Linked DNA regions of Zea mays: region 1 is linked to region 2. A link is a contact called in public Hi-C data. All regions are on one chromosome and are shown on one strand. Each heading gives the region's core, a stretch centred on a gene start, on an enhancer-like site or on the middle of the called end of the contact. The rest is flanking DNA. Distances are from core to core; before and after follow the strand shown.

The links. Hi-C and Micro-C count contacts between places; a contact is called where the count stands out from the background.
Region 1: a contact with region 2 is called in a Hi-C map of bundle sheath, with 1.7 times the contacts expected there. The contact joins the enhancer-like site here to the promoter of LOC100285734 in region 2. A contact is called at or near these places in 2 of 25 Hi-C or Micro-C datasets (bundle sheath and leaf).

What each region holds. Positions count from the first base shown.
Region 1 is chr1:279,195,939-279,199,062 of Zm-B73-REFERENCE-NAM-5.0, forward strand. No RefSeq gene overlaps it. Among protein-coding and RNA genes, the nearest start is that of LOC103643958, 34 kb to the right of the region's middle. Within about 2 kb of position 1,708, at least 19 of the 20 cell types and tissues checked have an H3K27ac peak or open chromatin away from gene starts, as enhancers often do. A contact at or near this core is called in bundle sheath and leaf, where this site is marked.
Region 2 is chr1:278,897,456-278,900,391 of Zm-B73-REFERENCE-NAM-5.0, forward strand. It overlaps LOC100285734, which reads left to right and starts at 1,427. Exons shown (of 4, transcript NM_001158625.1): 1 at 1,427-1,995. The coding sequence starts at 1,617.

The DNA.
Region 1 (3,124 bases), core at 458-2,957, 300 kb after region 2:
TTGGCTCACCGGACAGTCTGGTGCATACCGGACAGTCCGGTGAAATATAGCCGTGGCGCCTTTGCTTTTTTCCCGAGAGCGACGAGTTCGTCGCCGGGCCAGCCTGGGCACCGAACATTATCCGGTGCACCAAAGGCTGGTGTTGGTTTTGCTGAACTTAGCCAAAACTTCTCCTTGATTATTGATTTTGTGCTTCTCAACCACTTAGCACATATTAACTTAAAACCATGTGTTGGACATCTAATTACCAAAACATTTATAGAAATGGCCCAAGGGCACATTTCCCTTTTAGTAACATCGACGTCAATAATGATGATGCTAAGGTAAGGGTCTATTTTCTGAATTGAAACTGAAAAGGCATATTTATGAGAAACTTTTGTAAAAAAGCTAAAACACCAAAAAGACGACCACCTTGCCTCTACTCGTAGCAATACATACAATAAATCAAATAATGAATATGCTAACATTACACCAAAGCATATGAACAAACTGTGTAAGAATATTCTATGCATCGCTACGAGATCGTAGGTTCGAGAACCACAAAATTCGGAGTTAAAACACCAAAGTTATGAATTTTCTGAGTTTCTAAGTATTTCATTATTAATTTTACAATTAAAAACGTTTTCCAGATATTTTCCATAAATTTCCTAATTTATTTTATTTGTTTTTCTATGAAGAAGGACAACGAGTGCTAAATCCTAGGAACTCGAGGCTTTCTCTGCAAATTGTTAGGACTTAGATTCAATAATCTAATACTACACTGAACTGTGGATTATTCTAAAAATAGATCAGGGACTCTTTCGTAAGTGTATGCGGTCGAAGGGGTATAGGTATATCAGCGTCATTCGATCTGAATCGACAACATCGATTAAACGTTTCTCAGCTTGAACCGGTACGCGATGACCGCCCTAGGATCGAGGATGAACAACCACGATTTAATGAAGTGGGATTCGATCAGAACCACCCGATCTGATCCAGTGACCCGGATTGAAACGTGCGAAGGGTGATTCTACGTCTAATAACAGTCACATGTGCTCGGATCAACACTCCACACAGCTCCCACGCTTCGGGGCTGTGGTGCCCGATTCCCAAAGTCAACTAGGTGATAAATGATGCAGGTGCTAAGGCGAAATCGATATGGGTGCTCTTACCGAGGATTACATCGCGTCGTCCTCCGCCCATCGAGAAGTGCGTTCCGCAGTGGCGCTCCCGTCACCGGCGACGAATTGCCATGGCTCTGTGGTCCCGCACACTCCACTGCTTCCCCGAGCACGCACCATACACCTGACAGAACGCCTTCAGTCACATTGGGGATTCTGGATGGTGGCGGAGGCGAATGATGTCGACGACGGCTATCCTTCTCCCTTTCTCCCTCTCTGATCCTCACCGAAGGTGCTCTCCAATTGGGTCGTCGCGATGGTTCGATTTGATGGATGAGGAGGTGGTTCAGGGCTTATATATACACCCTGCGAGGCGAATCGGATAATAACCAGCCGATCACAACCGGCCGCGCGGATCCTGGGTTTGCTGTAATCGCCCAGCGATGGACTTCGATGAGGATGACGTACCTGGCGCGCTGGTCCCTCATGTAAGCGAAGCAAGGACGCGATCGTAGTCTCCCATCGCGTGTCGCTGGCTAAGTAGGCTCACGAGTCAAGCATGCACGATAGGAGAGGATTACGATCCAGCCCTAGCTATCGGTGCACGGGAGAGAGTGGTCGGCAGGGCTGAGGGACTAGCGGGTGGGGTCCACGCCCACCACCGGTAGCTGAGCTGGGTTGAATGGGCCACGCAGGAAGTTGGGTAGTTGGACCAAGAGAGGGAAATTCGGTCCAGAGGCACATTTCTTCCTTCTTTTTCTATTTTATTTTCTATTTTCAGATTTCATTATCTTATTTTTAACTCAAATTTGCTTTTGAATTTCAAACTTTTAAAATCTAATGCACGGACAATAATAAAACTCCAGCATGCATAGTCTTTTATTATTCTTTTAAGTCAATGCTTCAACTACGCAATGTACACAAAATTTATATTTAAAGAAAATATAGTCTAGTTAAAAGTGTGTTCAAAATTCAATAATTTATCACTTATTTGTGTTAAAGGTAAATAAAATCTTTAATAAGAGATCGTTTAACTTATTTCTTTTAAAGATTATGTTTAAATATATAATTTAACAAGGATACAAAGGATCTTTTCATTTGACTTTTTATTATAAAATATATTTATTTTAGGGGATACAACTTTAAGGGTAAGAAACGTTTCATTAAAAGGTATTCTAACTCCAAACCTTTGGAGAATTTTACCAAATTTCCAAGTTAAGTTTTTGAGGTGTTACAATGAGAAAAACAGTGGTGTCGTAGAAACATAAGTATCAATAGATGATGCTCAAATGGACAGCGATGTTTCACTGGCTACACCAATCTATTGATGGTGGACTCGCAGGCAAATGCCTGCCAGGCAACTCATCCTGGCCCCAGGCGTAGGAAATCCAACGCTTGGTGCCTGGGCCAGGCAACTTTTTGTGGCCACCATCCAAACAAGCCCTCAATTTCCTTTTCAACTTGTAGAATTTGTTTAAATATTGATTTTTTTTCTTTTTCAACTTTTCCTTTGCCTTTGCAGGGACCTAAAAACATTGATGATATGACCATTTGATACTTCCTCTAGAAGCCCAATTGTTGCTACATGGGAAGGCTATTTTGTTATTTTGGGGTGAACGTGGTTTACACTTGGTCACTTGCTAAAATTATTTGGTTAAACTGTGCAAATTGATGTCTGTGATATTGGCCGTTTACTGAGGTTATTTTGGTTGTTTGGAGCATGAACGCTATACAAAATATTTAAGGCCCTATTTGGATGCTTAGAATTGAATTTCATTCTAATAATCCTAATTTAGACACACATCAATTAAGAAAATACGGTTTTATACGGAATATATTTGTGTACTATTGTTAACCATATAGAGAAGATATGTATATGCTACATTTCTACTATAGGAGAGCGACCCTAAGAATGACATAACCTTACTTCAAAAAAAAAGAATGACATAACCTAGAGATACATAAATATATAAATCAATTTCCATCCCTCCACTCTATAATTTATGATAGTCTTATTTCACCGA
Region 2 (2,936 bases), core at 177-2,676:
GCCGTGTCGGTTCGATCGATTCGGTACACGATGGAATGCGTCGTCGCCACGTGCGAAGCACATGCCCGCCCGCACAGTCATATAAGTATGGAGGGGAGAGAATAGAGGATAACACTTGCATCCGAGAGAGCACTCGCATCCGATCATTTTTGTGGAGCAGAAGCATTACAATATTTATGATAAATTTCATATATAGACTCCAGAAGACACTACACTCTTTTTTAAAAAACCAAACATTTAGAAAATAAAATTGAGTCGCTCTGTTCTACTCTGCTTATTAACGAAACACATCCTTAGTTTCGAGCTGGTCCAGAGCGCGTGCAACCCCAATCCTTTGCCGCGTTGCTCCAAGCCGCAAAGTTAGCTACGGCGCGTGTTGCACTGCACGAGACGCGCGCGCGCGCACACACGCAAACTGGGTTGCGATATACATACAATACTAGAGTAATTGCGTGGCCTACGAGTCTACGACTCGCGACCTAATCTCCAACAGCAAGCGGCTGCAGGGGCCCGGGCCGGCGGAATCCAGCGCCAATAATTCGCTATGGCTATAGATCGTGTCACCGCCTTACTGATGATCTAGCGCGCGGTGTCCCCTGTGACTGTGTAAGGCAGGCGGGGCAGCCGGCCGGCCGGCAGCACCACTGGCTCTACCGAGAAATCCCCACACTGTGTGAGCAGTGCCCTGAGGCCTGAGAGGGCTTCCTTGTACAGCTACAGTGCCTGTGTGGTGTGGCAGCATGCATGGTTTGGTTTGGGATCGTTCTTCGAAAGCTCCGTGGAACCGAGTCCGAGTGGTGAGTGGTGAGTGGTGACAGGAGACGGTGAGAGGCCGAGAAGGGTCACACTTTGGGAGTAGGCGTATACATCACCTTTCAGCGGCCCTGTCCCGAACATGGAAACAGGCAATAACGTCCCCATCTAACATGTACCATCGAAATCCCAATCCTGTGTGGTAACATCTCTCGCAACACTTTACCCTGCAAAGATGCCTCCCCTCCTCAATTGGCAAAACGGTAAAAATATCAGATGGCCATCAAAGACCCCCCTTCTTTTTTACCGCAGTGGCAAGAACCAAAGGGCAAAGGATAGCTCTCTCCTAGTCCTGGCCAGGCTACTACCACCGATACCATCCACCATGTTTTACCGTCTCTCCCTCCTCTGCACCGCCCTCATCCAATTCTGCTGGTAGGGTGAAACGGAAACGCCCCTAAAATTTTCACCGCACTTACCTATTTTATCCTGCCGCCCCACTCCTCCAGCTACTACTAGTAGCTGTCTTTACTGCGCCTCCCCTCCTCTCGCCGTGCCTGCGCCTGCCTCCAAAAGAAAAACCAGCCTGGTTTCCCGAGCGCAGGCCGCAACCACCCCTCCCCACGGCCCCCGTAAGTAAAACCCAAGGCCACCACCATGCACCCACCGAGCACACATACACACTCACCAGCAGGCAGCAGCAGCTAGCCAAGCTATACCACTAGAACCAGAGCACAACTCAAAGCAATGCCGCCGCCTCCTCCTCCTCCGCCCCACTCCCACGCTTCCCATCCCGCGCCGCATGGACGCGAGCAGCACTAGCGCGGGGGCACACAGCACGGCGAGCGGGCGGGGGCGCGACGATGGACCTGGGCGGGTCGGTGGTGATGGACGCGGGCGCCTCGGAGCTGGGCCTGCTCGGCGGCGGATCTAGCAGGCTGCTCAAGCACGGGCGGGGGCCCAATGCGGCGGGGGGAGACGACGACGTGTGGGGCGGCGGCAGGGCCAAGCAGCCCAGGACAGGGACAGCGCCCGTCGTCGCCGGGGACGTGGCGGCTGCCACCAAGGCGGCGGCGGCGCCGTTCCTGCTGGGCTCGTGCAGTCCCGGCCACGGCGGGGAGCAGATGCTCAGCTTCTCGTCCGCCGCCGCCGCCGCCGCGGCCTCGTGCGCCTCCTCCACCGCTGCGGCTGATGGCGGCGGGGCCATGCCGCTGTACTACGGGACCCCGGCCTCTTGCTCAGGTGAGCGCGAGCACGGCGACGGCGTACCCGTGCTACTGCTTGTTGTGGCGGTGCCGCTTGCTGCTGCAAAGCTTACTTCTTTTTTTCCCGTTGCTTGTTGATTGGATTTTGGTGATTGAAAAGCTTGCTATCCACTTCTTCTCCAGTATTATTGCTTTTCGGTTCGATTCGATTCACCCTGCTTTCTCTCTTTGCTCTTGGTCTCGTAGCTACAGATTTATTTATTTTTACTTGGTTATGTCTACTGACTGACTACTGCTTATCCTTAAGCTGATCTGTGCCCTCTTCCGTTTCTTCTCCTCTTCTTCTTTCTTCTAGCTTCAGTTATTTAGTGCATCTACTCTAGATTCATGGGGTTTTCATGACCAGTGTTGACTCTTTTAACCTGCCAATGATCTTTGTATGGGGTTTTCCTCTCTCTTTTCGTCTTCTGGAGATTTAGATTAGTGACGACTGTAAAAGTTCTTCCACCTCTGGAAAAAAGAAATGGTTTTAAATAGTATTTTAAAAAAAGCTTTATTGAATCATCCGTGATATGTATCGACATAAGTTTGCACTTCTTTTTGCTGACATCCGCCAACGCTTTTCTTGTCCTCAACGGCGCCGCGATCGTGTGGATTCCTTTTTGTCACGCCGCCTGCTGATAATACGACTACTAGTTCTTATTAGAGGAAGAATGAAAAAGAATGGCGTGATCTACCTCGGACCTATACCTTCACCCCTTTCTCACTCAGAAACCTAAAAACCAAGAAACAGCTAAAAGAGCATGAATGCACGCAAGAAAGTCTCAAGAATACAATGGAGCCTCGCGATTCAAGTTCACTGTCGGGACCCAACAGTGTGGTCCTTGGTCGGCTTGCTATGGACATCACCTATAAATCTGTGCTGCTTATCAGGTTTCTGATCCTTGCATGCAGGCGCTCCGTTCCAGGTTTTTGTGT